Regions from separate parts of the Columba livia genome. Here regions 2 and 3 are each linked to region 1. The links are chromatin contacts, called in public Hi-C maps. All regions are on one chromosome and are shown on one strand. Each heading gives the region's core, a stretch centred on a gene start, on an enhancer-like site or on the middle of the called end of the contact. The rest is flanking DNA. Distances are from core to core; before and after follow the strand shown. Region 1 has its middle 14 kb from the start of FZD8. Region 2 holds the start of CREM (cAMP responsive element modulator). Region 3 has its middle 5.7 kb from the start of CCNY.

Region 1 (5,064 bases), core at 926-3,425:
TGCTTCTGACAACAAATTCTATACAAATTTAGCCCTAGTTTTGGAGTGTATGCATAGAGATCATAAGAACAGTTCAGCTGGGGCACCAAAATACAACTTTGAGGACTTTCCAGACCATACAAAGCTGCCCACTGCAGCCCTGCAGGTCCCTGCCAATACAGACTGAACTCCTTAAACATGGAGTTTCTGTTGATTCATGAGAAATTAGTAGGTTAGTTGAAATGAATCCACGCTTTACGGCTACAATGAGGAACTGTTGCAAAGCTAAGGCCATCTTGCAGAGCAACCGTTCATTAGGTGTGTAATACAACTGCACGCACACCTCTGTGCCTGCCAAGTTAACAATAGATAAATTTATCTGGACTGGAGAATCAATAGGATCTCCCTTGAAACTGGACTTGATCAAAGACCTCGCTTACCATCTCAGTGAGGGCTGGGCTCCCTCGGTTGAATCTTCCCTGCAATTTGGCACACCACCATGCAACATGCATTTAAGTGTTTACAGGAATTATTTTGTAGAGAGAAAGTGCTAGTTAAGTGTCAGCTGCTTCCAGTTTTGCCAGTCTCTTTCTATTCTGCCTGCCTTGATGCCAGGAGATGTCTCATGGTGCAGAAGGCTGTGGTATTCCACTATACCAGCTGCACCCCATGTGGGCCTGCCCCAGCTGCCAGCATCCGTCTCAAAAAGCAGCAAGGTACAGACTCCCCCACCCACCCTGGAGTACCACTTGCACCCTTTTCAGGATCTTTGTCAGAGTGTGTTTCCAAAAATGAGGCAGAACTTGTTTACCAGACCACCTGTGTTGCTGTACTGGTTGTATCTGATTGTGTATCTTCACTTTCCAGCTTACCAGCAGAAGCCAGCCAGAGCCACATGGTTACTGAAGAGGCAGGATCCTGGTATGAAAGATGATCCAGGAATTGGGAAAATGTGGTGATAAGCATGGTCTTTAGCTGCATAGGAAGCATTTCCTCTTGCTGTGCTTCCCCTCTTTGCCTGTCTTTGCCCCATTACTCTACATGGCACTCGTGCCAGGATGAGATGGGCATCCTTGAGGCAAGCAATGGAAAATGCATATAGGCACTATCCACCTCCTGGATCCCCCAGCCCCCTCCAACTTTGTCACAGGCCAGCCTGTCTGTATCCTGGCCTAACCTCCTGTATGCCCCAAACTGTGGTAAATCCATTTTCCAGAAGCGATTTCAGCCCCTTGATTTCGTGCAGGTTTGGCAGTAGCTCTTACACTGGCGATGTTTTCTGTCCATCCAGAGCCACCTCTTAGAGTCCTTTGTGTTTACCAGAGCTCAGGTAGTTATTTTGGGGAAGGTGGTTCCCATTTGTACGTCAGTCTCTGATAATTTGAAGCAAATGCCACCAGGAGGGGTGGAAGCAGTGATGGAATGTAGTGTGGGTGACTGAAAACTTCAGGAAAAGCTGCTCTGCTTGCAGCCCTAGGCCTTCTGCAGATCTGGGGTGATCTTAATTGGCTTCATTGGCCAGGCTTGTATGTGAGAGAAAACCCTTTGCAAAAACTGCTGTAGACCATCAATACAAAGTCAAGCATAGACCAAGAAGCTTTACTGGAAGAAAACCTTACCAGAGACAGGCCTGCAAACATGACCCTGTTTTTGAAATCACTTTTATACATTTTTTCCTGTTATAAGGAATTTGCTTTGCTGTTAGGTCTGTGTTGTCTGTGCGAGTGCTTGGGCAGGCAGCTGTCAATCTTGCTTTGGAGACTGATCTTAAAAAACAGAGTGAACTTTGTCCTTCTTTTGAAGACTTGTATATTATTTAGGTCCAAACACGTGGTGGTGTTAGTCTGAAGAGGTTTACAGCTGGGAAGACTTTTAATTACTTTGACATTTTCTTTAAAAAAAAAAAAAATTGTGGCTTGCTGTCAGGTGCCAAGTTCCCTTAAGGCCTAGTGAACACCAGGAGACAGAGCCCCATCTGTCAAACGCCCACCCATGGCCAAGAGGAATGGAGAGCTTGGGGGTGATTTTCAGAAAGTGCTTCCTCTTGGCTGACAGTTGTGTAAGAACGGGAAGCTCCACAGCCCACGGGTCTGGCAGGCACCCAAGCCTGGTCCCTGGACCACGGGCTGCCTTCCGTCTCCCCTTTGCCATCAGATGTTGGTGAGCGTGGGTTGGGCTCAAGCAAGGCAGGAGGCTGCATCTGTGCCAAGTATCAGGGCTAGGACAGGTCTCACACAATGTCTGAAAATGCCAGACTCTGGTATAGGACCTCCATTCCTCGTAGTTCTTTACTCTTTGTCAGTACTTAGCTAGCTCAGTTAGTAAACCCTCTGAGTGTTTCAGGGAACATTAGGTTGAATCATATTATTATTTTATTTGAATGTATTTGCTGCTCTCTAGAGGAGCCGATGGAACTTGCATGGTTTAAAGATACATATTTATGCACTTTAAGCCATCCTGAATTCTGGATAAATGAAGAGAGGAAGCAAACCAAAGTAAACAATAGTCTGCTTAAAATTTTGCCAGGAAATGAAGGAACAGCAAAATAATTTTTAAAGTATAAAGAATAGATAAGCTAATATACTGCAAAAAGGTAAAAGACAGTATACAGATGTCATTACAGGTGAGGGGATTGCAAAAAAAGGTGATGCTAAAATAATACCTTTCTAATAAATTATGATTATACTGAATAAATTATGATTATACCAATCAAAGGCCTCGTCAAGAATAACCCTTGCCAAATCCTTAGCAGACAATGTACTGAGTGCTGTGAAGAGAGTCAGTGAGGCCCGAGCAATGGCTAAGAAACAACCTCTCTATTGAGCAATCAAAACTAGAAATTGTACCAGCTTCCACAAAGACATGATAGAATCCAGTAAAAAGTATAAAACTTGAGGAAACAGCCATTAAAGAATCCACCACCAAGAAAATACTGGAATCTTGCAACAGAGATGTGATTGATGATAAAAAGAATCACTAGACTCTTTTTCCAGAATTCAGCTCAAAATTAAGTCACCTATGTTATGTCGCATGGCTGCAAGGTAGTTGTCCAAACTCCCAATACTCTCCAGGGAGAGCTGGTCAAATCCAGACCTGGGCTCCAATCAGTTGTCCACAGAAGGTGTTCCATGTTATCAGAGTCACCAGAGGACAGCTGAGATATTCACCTGGGGCTTTCAGACACGACAGAAAATGACTGGAGACCCATGCTCTTTTGGAGAGACAGGTAGAAACTGGATAGGAGTCTCCAGGACCACCTGGAGCCTATGCCTGGGCCACTGAATTAAGGCCCACAACTTCACTTTAGAGGGAACCGTCTTAACTTCCAGGACCCACTAGCTACATTGCTAACACTGTTGACTGCGACGGGAGTTTATGTAATAGCTTACCTTCAAAAAAACATATATTCAAATACCTTCTCCATTTAGATGTCTTGGTCTTGAGCTGAACCTCAGCCTTCACTTAACCATGGCACTTGCAAGGACAGGATAAAAGAAGAAAGAAAAAATGAAAGTTTAAAAATATTGAGAAATATTTAAGCAATGATCACAGCTGGAGAAGTAGTACTGTAAAGGATGTTACCTTTCACCAAATGTGATGTTTTTTCTCAGTAAAAGACAGAGAAAGCAAAGTCGAGGAAATAGTATTGCTATTGACCTCGAATATCACATAATTTAAAACATTTTCACAGTAGAATTACTGGTCAGTATTGGTCAGACACTGGTCATACCTTTCATGGATTTCAAAAAGACACTTTGCAAGTCACTACTGCAACACTGAAATCTTCCAAAATGCCAAAAGAAAAATTGACACTAAAGTATAACCTTCACAAGTGTAGGCAATACGGCCACACGGCCATAGACTGAGTTCTTTTAGTTCTTGTGTGTATTGTTGATGATGAATTTCTTGAGAAAAGTGCATAAAAAGAAACGTGGTAGTTCTCCAGGAATGTTGTAGGAGATGTAAATACACAGCTGGAACAATGCTGCAATAGAAGCTAAAAGGTTGTCTGGTGCTGACAGAGAGGTATGATCTCTTATTATCAGAAAACACAGCACATCAGGATCTGCCACCTCAGCCATTGCTTCAAAAGATGAGATATTTAGAGGTAGACACACTGCATTTTAGGAGACATTAAATAAAAGTTTGTTATGCCCAGTGTTTGTGACAACTGACTGGAAAAGAAAATTGTCAGGGGTTTCTTAAAAGCAATTATCTTAGTCTCCTCAAAGACAGAATATAATATCACTTAATGCAAAACAGCATATGCTTTTTCTTCTAAGAGACTGCCATTATCTATATATTAATAATGCTTTATATTCATATTTTCTGTAATTTAGTTGGGATCAAACCAGCAGAGGGTCTCTGAAATTTGCTCTATGAACGTTATTCACTTTCAACTTCCACAGATTTTTTTTCACTGCTGGCTTTTGGACCTTACAGAAAATTCTACTCTGAATAATTCTACCCAGAATAATTCTCTATTACGTTCTTTTACAACATGCAGAAATACATATATTTATATATTATTCTCATCTATACTGTTTTCCCAGAAGGAATTATGTTTGAAAGCATGTGTAAATTCATGAGTTAGACCCTAATTCAGGAAAAGCACTCTTGTTCAGGCAAACGTTTATGCATATGCTTACTTTAAGCATCTTAAAAAATCTCACTGAAATCAATAGGACTCTGGCATGCACTTAAATAGTTCTTACCACCCTACATGCTTATGATCCACTTCTATTCAAGAAAGCAATCAAGCACAAGTTTCTGAATCAGGATCTAAAGGTATTCTGTGAAAACCATTTCTATTCCAGGCTCTACTAATAAATAAGGTTTTTGTGGTTTTGCCTTTTTTTTTTTTTCATTAAGAATGTATAACATGAATGTGCTTTGCTTCATTTTAAGCTGCAAAGGCCCATTTTATGTACTGCTTGTTAAATCAGATTCTAATGATTCTTTCCGTCATGCAAATCTTTCCTCTCATTCATGGATTGTATTTAAATTCTGCTCAGCTTGCATTCATGATGCCTTGTCAGTGATTTGCATTGCTCTGATGCATTTGCCCTGGTTGCACCCCTCACT
Region 2 (5,064 bases), core at 1,905-4,404, 210 kb before region 1:
GGTAACATTGGGGTCATTTCCATAATGCATAATCAAAGCAAAATGATTAAATATCAGTATTTCAAATAGAATGTCAGTCTGTTTTTCTATCAGTCTAACCTCTATTGTTTTAAAACGTCTGAATTCTAATTAAAAATAAATTTACTAACAATATAAGTCACATACCCCTTTTTCTGTCTTGTATCATGCCATGACAATCCACGAACTTTTTTTACAAAAGAACTACACAGGTGTTTCCCAAGATTATAAGTGAAATGCACCAAGCCATATTGCTTAAAAAAAATCCACTTAAAAGATAGCTGTGAAGACCCAGTATGTAAACAGTTGTCTGAAGATTACATAGCTGGCATTCGCATTGAAGTAATAGGCATTGGTGAAGCAGTTATGTTCTCTGCGAAGAGCATCGCATTTCTTCGGTGTCAGTGCCAACTGGAGTTGCTCCTCCATCCCCATTGACATGTTGTACTTCTCGCTGTGTCCTGGTCCAGTGGCCCAGACTTATGAACTGATCCAGGCTGAAAGAAACTTTCTTGATATATTGTTTCTAAGCCGAATTACTTTCCCAGAAAAGGTTCGGGGCTGCCCCGGCAGTTGTATCAGGATAAGTGAGGGGCTGGGAATGACATGCCAGAGGCAGCTGGGGGCTCTGTAAATCCACACCGCTCTTTAAACTACACCTTAAACTTCTCTTTACAGAGCTTCTGACTTTGTCCACCAAAGAAAAACAAAACAAACAAAACCAAACAAAAATGAAAAGAAAACAAAAACCTAAACAATGAAGAAGTAACTGCTACTGAATCATCTGTAGTTCCTTGAATCTTGCAGGACATAGCATCAGGTTGGACACTTCAGGACAGAGAGAAAAGATGACCCAGGTAGTCCTTCTGATGGCAGCAAAGTACCTGGATTTCAAATTTATGTTCAGAACCATCTTATGTATATTATGACAATCATAAATAATCATGACCTGTTAGGTCTTCTTATGGGTTGCTTTTGGTCCTAGCATTTGAAGTTAAATGGATTCATATTAGGAATTTATACCAATTAAGTTAGAACCATTTCAGTTAGAGTGATGGACTCTTATAGCAAAGGTTGTTTTGGCCCCAGCTAACAAACAGAGCACCCCAGCTCTGGCATGGTAAGAATGCGACACCTCCTCGTCGTTGCCATCCTCTTCCAGCCCACCAGCTTCAGCAAACTGTATCAAGAGCTGGTGCTGGTTACTCATCTTTATATCACTGAGGACTAAATCTCTTTGGCAGTTCACTCAGTCCTCGCATACTCTTAAGTTATCAGAGGGAAGAGGTATAAATAGTAATAAATTTATAGTCAAACATTTCAAAGCTGTTTATGACTTACTTGAAAACTAATTAAAATAACTGTTTTTCCAAATCCACACTGCAAGACTTCCATGGAAATTCTCAGCTTGTTTATGAATAACTCACTCCAGTGGTTTCCATTATTTAACACATTCATTCAAAATTTCTTCCTGTTTGTAATCAGACTTCTACCTTCACATGCATTTTTGAGAAGCTACCAGCATCACTAAAGCTACTTTTGACTTTTTGAGTATACTAAGCAAAGACATAATTTCTTCCAAAGACTTTAGCAGTTAATTCTCAGTAGTTTTACACTTGCCTGCTCATTTGATTATCTTACTATTCCATCAAATATTTTCTAATTGACCAGCAGTTTTCTAGTAAAGCACAGCTTTTGTTGAATGGGTGTAACTATTTTGTACCTAATGGGTCAGCTGTCAAACCAGGTTATTAATTGCAGGAAGAGAAACTCGTATTTAAAAACCTGAAAAGACACACGGAATATATACAATGAACAAAAGGAGGGAGACAGAACTCAAAACAGAACTCAAAACAGGAAAGGGGTATTGCTCAGTATTTCAACGAAGTAAATGTAGAATGAAAACTGAAAATTTGCATAAGCAATAGGGACATTGCAAATTTTGTATTCTTTGCACTAAATTGATTTTGATAGCTGTGTTAACTTCTGTAAGGCAGAATAACAAAATTAAACACTTGAAAGCAAAACCCTTTGCAGATAAATATTATTCATCTTTTACAAAAATAAAAGATAGGAGTCATTTGGCTTTTTTTTTTTTTTTTAAACACAGGAAATAAATATCTAGGTTCTCTTCATGCCATGAATAAGACTGAATATTTGACCTCTACAGACATGTTACCACATCCTCCCATTCTTCTGTCACAATGAGTCATGTGAAATTAATATAGGTTATTAATTCTTATTTGGCACACTACTGAGTAGTTTCTCAGAGAAAAAAAAAAGTACATGAAAATGGACAAATACACTATGTAATGTCAGAATATATATGGAGTGATGTATAGACTATAGTGTTATAATCCCCACTACTTTGTATAATAAAATACTGAACAGCAATAAGACATGTTAAAACACCACGAGTAACAGACTATGGAGCTCAAGCATTTATATAGTTTAAATATTATTAAAACTGAAAACATGGGCTTTAGACTTCCTGGAACAAGAACTGTTCAAACATTCAGCACAAACCAAACATGACTCATGACATTTGGACGTATCCTGTGGCACCAAGGAGGGGAAACACGCACGTAGCTCCTGTTTGTTCTCTCTTGGCATTTTCCCGTTTATTTAGATGAATAAATACAAAACACGACGTCATATTTCAAACAGAAAACAAGCAGTATTGAGAATAACTGATGCAAGGGATGTGTTGCAGTAAGCAGAAGCCGTGGGCACCGGCTCGGCGGGGCGGCCTTGTTCTGCCTCGGCACCTTCCCTTCTCCCCGCTACTCCGGCACCGCCCAGGGTGGCGGGCACCCCGCTCCCCGGAGCAAGCGCCGGCCTCGGCTGGCCCCCGCGGGGAGGCCAGCACGGACATCGGTGGCACCGCGCCCCTGTTATGGCACTCCTCGGGGAGCGGGATCACCACCCCGGCCGCCGCTGAGAGCTCCCCGGTCCGAGCCACAGCCCCCAGCCGTTCCACGGCGCCACACGCACGGCTGGGGAACCGCCGGGCACCCCCCACAACAGAAGTGAGACCCACCCCTCCCCCCAGCAGCGGACTCGTCCCGCCTCTCAGCCAATGAGAGGCGCTGCCGGCAGCCCCGCGGCGTCGGTTGGCCGGCCTGCCAGCCGTTGCGCGCCCCGTAGCCAATCGGCGGCCCCGCCTAAGGCCCGGCTCCTCCTCCTTCCGCGGCCGCTGGGGCTGGGAGTCGCCGCAGACGCCATTTCCTCAGCGCCCCCGCGGCGGCGAGGCTGCATCAGCGCTGACGTTGGGCCGACGTGCGGCTCCGCCCGGCCCAATCCCCCCCACCCCCTGTGACGGGGGCAGCACGTACAGGGCGGCGGGTGAGTGCGGGAGGGGGCGGGGACACGTGTGCGCGCAGCCCGACCCCCTGCGGGCCGGGAGCGGGGGAGCGCCAAGGGCAGCGGCTGGGGCCGGCAGCGCGGAGGGGCGGGCAGGGGAGCTCAGGGCAGGGCAGGGGGGCGCTGTGCCGCCCGGCTCAGCCCCTGCTGCCGGGAGCGCGCAAGAGCGGGCGGGTGCGCGTCCCCGCTGGGGCCGCGAGCGCGCTACACTCAGGGCCGCGCAGGGCCCGGCGGCTTCGTTTGCCCGGCTCGGCGCTGCTGGGCGACCCCGAGAAGGGGGGCATGCGGAGCGCCCTGCTCCGTTACAGCCCGGGAGCCGAGATGCCCGCACCGGGGTGCGGCTCGGGACCTTCGTCCGGAGCGAGGCTCGGGAGGGACGGGGTAGCTGCCTGCCTGCTGCAGCCAGGGCCCCGGGACGGCAGGTCCCCGGCGCCTCCGAGGCTCGGTCCCTGCCGCTGCCCGGTGCTCTGGCGGCGGGGAGAGCGCTGCTGCTCGTTCCCCGCGGTCCGGTGGGGCTGGTTACATCCTTGCCCACGGGGTGTTCCAAGCTGGGACAGGAGAACAGCTGGGAGAGGATCACAGTGGGCTTCGTGAGTCCTACATCTTGCTTGAAGTTGGAGGATTTGCGGCATCCTCCATTGCTGTGTCAGCATCTTGGTGGTAAATGAAACAGCAGCATGTATTGTAGCAACTAAACGATTCCACAGGTACTGACGCTTAAATGACCCTCTTCCTTATTCAGGGACTGGTTGGACGACTCTTCTAAACGTGGACCATGTGTCCTCTTCACAGCAGACTCAGCACTGTCTGGTCCAGATTATTGAGGTGGCAGATGGAAAGCAATGGGTAGCATGTTTTTACTTACACTAATAGCAGGTTGAGTTTTTAAGTATTTTTTAGGGTTTTATTAGGATACTATAGGAACAAAACGATGGGGAAGAAAAAGGAAACACGTTTGAATTTAGGAGGCACAAGAAAGTGTTCTGCTGATACTGAAAACATAACAGAAAGATTACACTTTCAGAATCTGTTGCTCATTTTACATGGCTGAATGCCGTGACTGCCTTGGTAGTCGGTGTGCTTCACAAAGCAGTGTAGTAAAACAGATTATAGACTTCATACTTCAAACTACAAATGCTCTTCTGAAAGTAGTTGGTTCTGAGAGTTTCCACATTCGATGTGAAGTCATCAATAAATGCAAAACGGGTGTCTGTAAATTCATATCCGTGCTTTCTAGTAACTTCACTGTGAATAAAAACCTTCAAAGAGATTTGGAGCAAGGGCTTAAGCATACTTCTTAGCCTCTTACAGTTTCCTTTGTAATAAGCCACCTTTGTAAACACTCTCTGATGTATGAAGTACTGTTGAAATAAAGAAGTTGTCTTTAAAATGTCTCTGGGTATTTAATTAGACAGTCATACATTTCCAGTTATGCAAAATACTCTATCAGTTTGCTTATGCAGTTTAATTTCATCAAAATATGTTAAATATATTAATATTCAGTGATGTACTTGTAAAACGAGCAGCAGTATTGGGAGAGAATGACAGGAATTTTTGTGCTCTCTACTACACAAGCACACATCTTGATAGTGATGCTATCCTTTTATCTGTGGACAAAAATAGGAAAGGTTTGCACCTTTAGCTGTAAACGCCTTCCAGTTTTCTAGATCACCTGGGCAATAT
Region 3 (5,064 bases), core at 809-3,308, 160 kb before region 1:
GTGAGATTTTATTGTTCTCATTTCAATGAGAGCGACCTGGGAAGCGGCGATGAAGGGGTTTTCAGAAGCCTTGCGCACAGTCTGCAGTGGAGCAGACAACTGAATGTGCGCTCCTTGACTCTGTGCAAATCAGTGGGTGGTCATATTCAAAACCAAAGCAAGTAGTACTGCTATCTCTGTGATTACATAGTTAAAAATTTGGTAAATAAATAAGCAGAAAGATACACATCACTGACAATGTGTCTGGCCGAAGGCTTGCTGATAGCAACTGAAGTGAAATGTAAAGCGAGCTTCACCTGGTTAAAGAAGAAAGCCACTTTTTTTTTGCCAAACAAATGAAAATGGACTCTAGTGATTATGACAGTTTTTGCTATATTTGAGGAAAAAAAATTAAATATTCATGTATGAGCCTCAGTTTTAATTCTGTAGGCTTGCTTATGTCCTGGGTACTTCTTCACTGACAGGGAAAGGACTTTGAAAATCATACGAAGAGGTTAGTGTTTTTATTACTTTCGTAGGCCAGCCTTTCTACTCAAAGGACATTGAGACCAATGCCCATTGACAGTGGACACGATTCACTGTTCGAATAGAAAATAAAGAAGAGCTTTTGGCCTGTTCAGGTGCATAGGTTTCAATCTTGCATTATTTCTCAAAGGAAAGGGTACTGCCTAAAGCCATGTAGGACCTGAGGAAGAAAAACAAAATCTTTATGGCATACACACTCAATAGGATGTATCTGCTCTTAATTTGTTAAGGGCATTAATTAATTTTTGGTTCTTTACCTCCAAGATCCATATTTCCATTTTCTGTATTTTCTAGGCATATACACAGAAACTCAGGGTTTTGTCTTGAGAGGGGTGACTTTTGGTCTCTCTGCAATTATAAATGAGTTCCTATAGGTATTTACAATTGCAGTACCTGGCTAAAAATCAACAAGCTCATGTCTGGACACTTCTCTATTGAAAACTTGGATAATTCAAGAATTTACTTTAATAGTGAGAATTATCTCACCTTTTCATTTTGCCTCAATTGGAAAATTAAGTGAGCAAAGTCTATTTTCACTCAATATAGATGTTAATACTCAGCAGAACTTTACTCAGTCTGAAAATGTGTTTCCTAGGAACGGTGCTTGAGATAAGTTTGTACAGTTTTCCAAATTCAGCTTGATGCTCTGTCTCTGAAACCTTGAAATTTTCTTCAAATCTATTCTTCAAACAAAGCCCTCTCATTGTAATTAAAAAGCTGGTCTTCTAGGGAGATGTAGCCTAAAGTAATAAACTTCCCTGATGCTTTTTTTTTCATATAGGGGACTCAGCCTGAGCACATGTATGTACAGACACATGCTTTTGTGGTGAGCTATGTTTCTGAATACTTCAATCCTTTGCATATTAATCTGTATTAGTTTAGAATGCGGGACTTTTAAGCTCATACTACACATCAACATTTCTAACTGTGGGCTGCCATGACTGATACTCAAAATTGCCGGGTATTGAGTGTTGGGTAGAGAGTTGGTTTTTCTTTTTTGGTGTCTGAAGATGAATTTGAGAGAAAACAGTTCTGTCTGAACATGCCATCCCAAATTGCTGCGCCTGGTTCACATCTCATTCTTAGGGTAAATTAGGAGTAGCTTCATTGAAACTAAAGAAGTCATACTTGCATAGACTTGTATGAAATTAGAACAGATTAAGATATCTCTACAGAATGGGATCTTTCACAAGCAGAAACGACTGGAACACAATAGGCTCTTATTCATACCCCATGTAGACTCCAGCTGGCAAAGTGCTTTGTGGCAGCACTGCTTGTTTTTACACATTATTTTGTTTAGTTTTTTCAGGCTTTTCTCTACAAGGGGTTTTCTTGTTCAGGAGGGGGCTCTCCCACTCTTGCTCATAGTCACCAAGCCATGCTACTGGGTAATTATTGCTCTTTACATGCCAAGATCTCAGACCCAGAAAAAGCAGCTGATCCTGACATGGGGAGACACATGCTGGCACAAAACAAACTAACCAGGGAGACAATGAAGAGAGAAAAACACAGAGAGAGGCTATGGGATTGTGCTCTGCCTACAACAGCAGCATCAGGGGCAAGGTTGTTTTTCTCCAGTAGCTTTCCAGTATCTTTACTGTGTTCACTGATGAATTAAGAGTATGTGAAACTGTGCCAAAGCTAATCCAACCAAATTCCACCCAGCTAGTTAAATCCAATAGCTTGTGCCTTCCTCCACCAAGCAAGAGCATCCATGGAACAATCTGCTAAAGTGACTCCTCCCCTCCAGTTCTCATTGCAGATCTGTGCTGTATGGGTGATCTCCCCTCCTATGCATAATGCCTGGGGTGCTGGCTGCTTCCAAGTGCAGGTCTTATCTTGCTCCATCCCCAAAGAAATAAAACTTAAAAAAATTATGAATGCTTGTATGTATGAAAACCTTCCAGTATAGTTGTTCTTGAAGTGTTTCACCTAAAACAAGAAACAGTCTTTCCCTAGTTGAGGGGAAACCACCTCTTTCTGCAGTGATTTCAAGCTTGCAAATAATATAGCAATAAATAAATAAACTAATCTGGGATATGTATATTCAGGGAAGTATTCTAACACCTGCTCTCTGGTGTATCACCTTCATTCTTGAATTGCCTATTTTGTCCTGTATAGTAACTTAAAATCAATAGGATCCTCTAGTTGCCATGCACTGCAGAGCAGGACCTTGACTCTGTGCTCTGACTTATTGCCTAGAATAGTATCTCTTCACTGGTAGCACCAGATTGATATCCTAATTTCTGCACTAAAGTTAAATACATGAAGTAGGTAGCCCAAATTTTTTGCCTTTATCTTCAGAAGAAATATTGATTTGCTCTTTACATGTTTCCCTCTGATTCAAACAAGGTAGTTGCTTTCTGAGAAACAAGTGCCAAAGGACTGACTTCTCGGGCTCCATTTGAGTATTTTTAAGCTGGGTAACACCAGGCACTAACTCCCATCTCTTACTTCTCATTAGGTGTTGAAGTCTTTCCTGGGAGCTGCAGCGATCTGCTGAGTCCCACAGAAACCTCCAGATATCTCTGGTGGCAGCACAATGGTTGGCACAGGCTCAGAAAGGGCCTCCAATAACTTCTGATGAGGCTGAAAGGATGTTTTTTGGCAAGCACTGGATTTCTCCCTCCAAGAAAGACAAGACTGCCTTAGTCCTAGAAGAGTCAGCACCTTCAGCAAGGGGAGATATGCCCCAGAATCTGTCCATTCACATCCATAGAGGTGGGAATCTAAGACATGATCCCTGAATGTGATCTCTTGAGGAGCACAGGGAAAGGCTTTGCCGTTGGGTTGGCTCAGAATCAAGAGTGAGCCATTCCCAACATGCCTTGAGGAAGAAAGTTTCTTACTGCTGCCGAATTCAGGCTTGTAGCAATAAACTTAAGTAAAAACAAATAGAATTATCAGAGGGATAACAACATTCCTCAGGTGTGTTCATCACTGCGGTTTTAGTTGATTTGGAATTTAATATTATAGTCAAAATAAATTTAGCAATTAAAATCAACAGAGTTTAGGATATGATTCAATTGACCAGCCAGATCACTTTTTACATAGCCATGTTCATTTTAAGCTTTTGCTTAAACTCCATACAATGATTAGCTTTGATAAATTTGACAACATGGCATTTCAGAGTGCCCAAAATGCCCAAATTGCTAGTAGGACTCTTATTGAACATTAGATGGCAGTGTGGGGAAGGCATTGTGTGACACGAATTTCTCAGATTGTATTTGAAAGATGAGCAGAATCAACAGATCTGGTTGTCACCAATCATTTCTCTTAAGGATTTTATTCTAACTGTGCTTCCCATATATTTTGGTTTGCAAACAGAAAGCACTTTTGGATTAAACAATATTTATCATTTTAATTTATTCAAAATAGATAAAAATCTTATTTAAGCAAAACAATAACCTACATCTGCTGGTCTGAAACACTTATATTTTTCAATAATGTCCCAGAAGGATTTCAAGCACAAGGTTTAATGGGTCACATCATTAATATTTAACCTATTAAAACTCATTGTCTTCTGTATAGTGATGCTACAGTTTTAAAAATATCTTTGTGCAGGAATAATCCCTTTGTAAGCACAGGTACCTCAGTGCTGACCAGTCTTGAAAGCCTTGGCCTTTAGTTTAAGAAGCTTTCTGGTGTTCCTCATCTGATGCATGAAGGTGCCCAAGACAGAAAACTCAGTAAAACACATAATCTTAAACCTCAAGAGTAAAATGATCTCTCATCGAAGAAAGACACAAAAGATCTTCTTGAGACATACATGACATCTAAGCATGTCAGCAAGGTACAATGAACTGTTCTCGCTTTACTGTACCAATATTTACCAAACAATTACATTTGCATCATAGACTCGATAGCTGAAATAAAGTAATCATAATTGAAAACTAAATATGCTTTGCTGACATATATTTCACCTATGTACTTTTCTCAGCTCTTAGATACCAGTAGGAGACCATTACCCTAGAGCAGTGTTCCTTTTCTTTGACTTGATCTGTAAATATGTATTGCAGCACCTTTGCCATTATAATGTACTTCAGCAAGCTCTTAGGGGGAAGAGAGGAGGAATAAAGGTATATGAAAAATTCAGAACAAAAGACTTCAAGGAAGAAAATAGGTAGCTACATAGAGATTATATATAGTCACAACTGATGATCACAAGTTATAAATACTTTATATTGTAAAAACATTTTAAATGTTTGCTTTTTGAATATTAGTTTTAAATATAGACCAAAGTTTAAATAATTCATTTTTAATGAAGAAAACATGTATTTTTATGCTCTGCTTGTCTACTTAAAGAAGCAGAGATGGCAATTAACCCATCCCCATTATTGTGTCATTGCTTGTTTTGTTTCAAAGCTTATGAAAATCGTGGAATAAGTATAAATTGCAAGACTTGACTAAGGATTTGCTACAATAGATCACAGAATCATTTCAGTTGGAAGAGACCCTCAGAATCATTGAGTCCAACCATAACCTAACTCTAGCATTAAACCATGTCCCTAAGAACCTAATCTAAATGCCTTTTAAACA

The links. A called contact is a pair of places that touch in the nucleus more often than the background predicts.
Region 2: a Hi-C map of liver shows a contact between it and region 1, with 2.1 times the contacts expected there. The contact joins the promoter of CREM here to the enhancer-like site in region 1. A contact is called at or near these places in 2 of 2 Hi-C or Micro-C datasets (crop and liver).
Region 3: a Hi-C map of liver shows a contact between it and region 1, with 2.6 times the contacts expected there. The contact joins two enhancer-like sites. A contact is called at or near these places in 2 of 2 Hi-C or Micro-C datasets (crop and liver).

What each region holds. Positions count from the first base shown.
Region 1 is chr2:14,765,027-14,770,090 of bColLiv1.pat.W.v2, reverse strand. No RefSeq gene overlaps it. Among named protein-coding and RNA genes, the nearest start is that of FZD8, 14 kb to the right of the region's middle. Within about 2 kb of position 2,175, at least 1 of the 3 cell types and tissues checked has an H3K27ac peak away from gene starts, as active enhancers do.
Region 2 is chr2:14,979,766-14,984,829 of bColLiv1.pat.W.v2, reverse strand. It overlaps CREM (cAMP responsive element modulator), which reads left to right and starts at 3,154. Exons shown (of 7, transcript XM_065055117.1): 1 at 3,154-3,363.
Region 3 is chr2:14,921,810-14,926,873 of bColLiv1.pat.W.v2, reverse strand. No RefSeq gene overlaps it. Among named protein-coding and RNA genes, the nearest start is that of CCNY, 5.7 kb to the right of the region's middle. Within about 2 kb of position 2,058, at least 1 of the 3 cell types and tissues checked has an H3K27ac peak away from gene starts, as active enhancers do.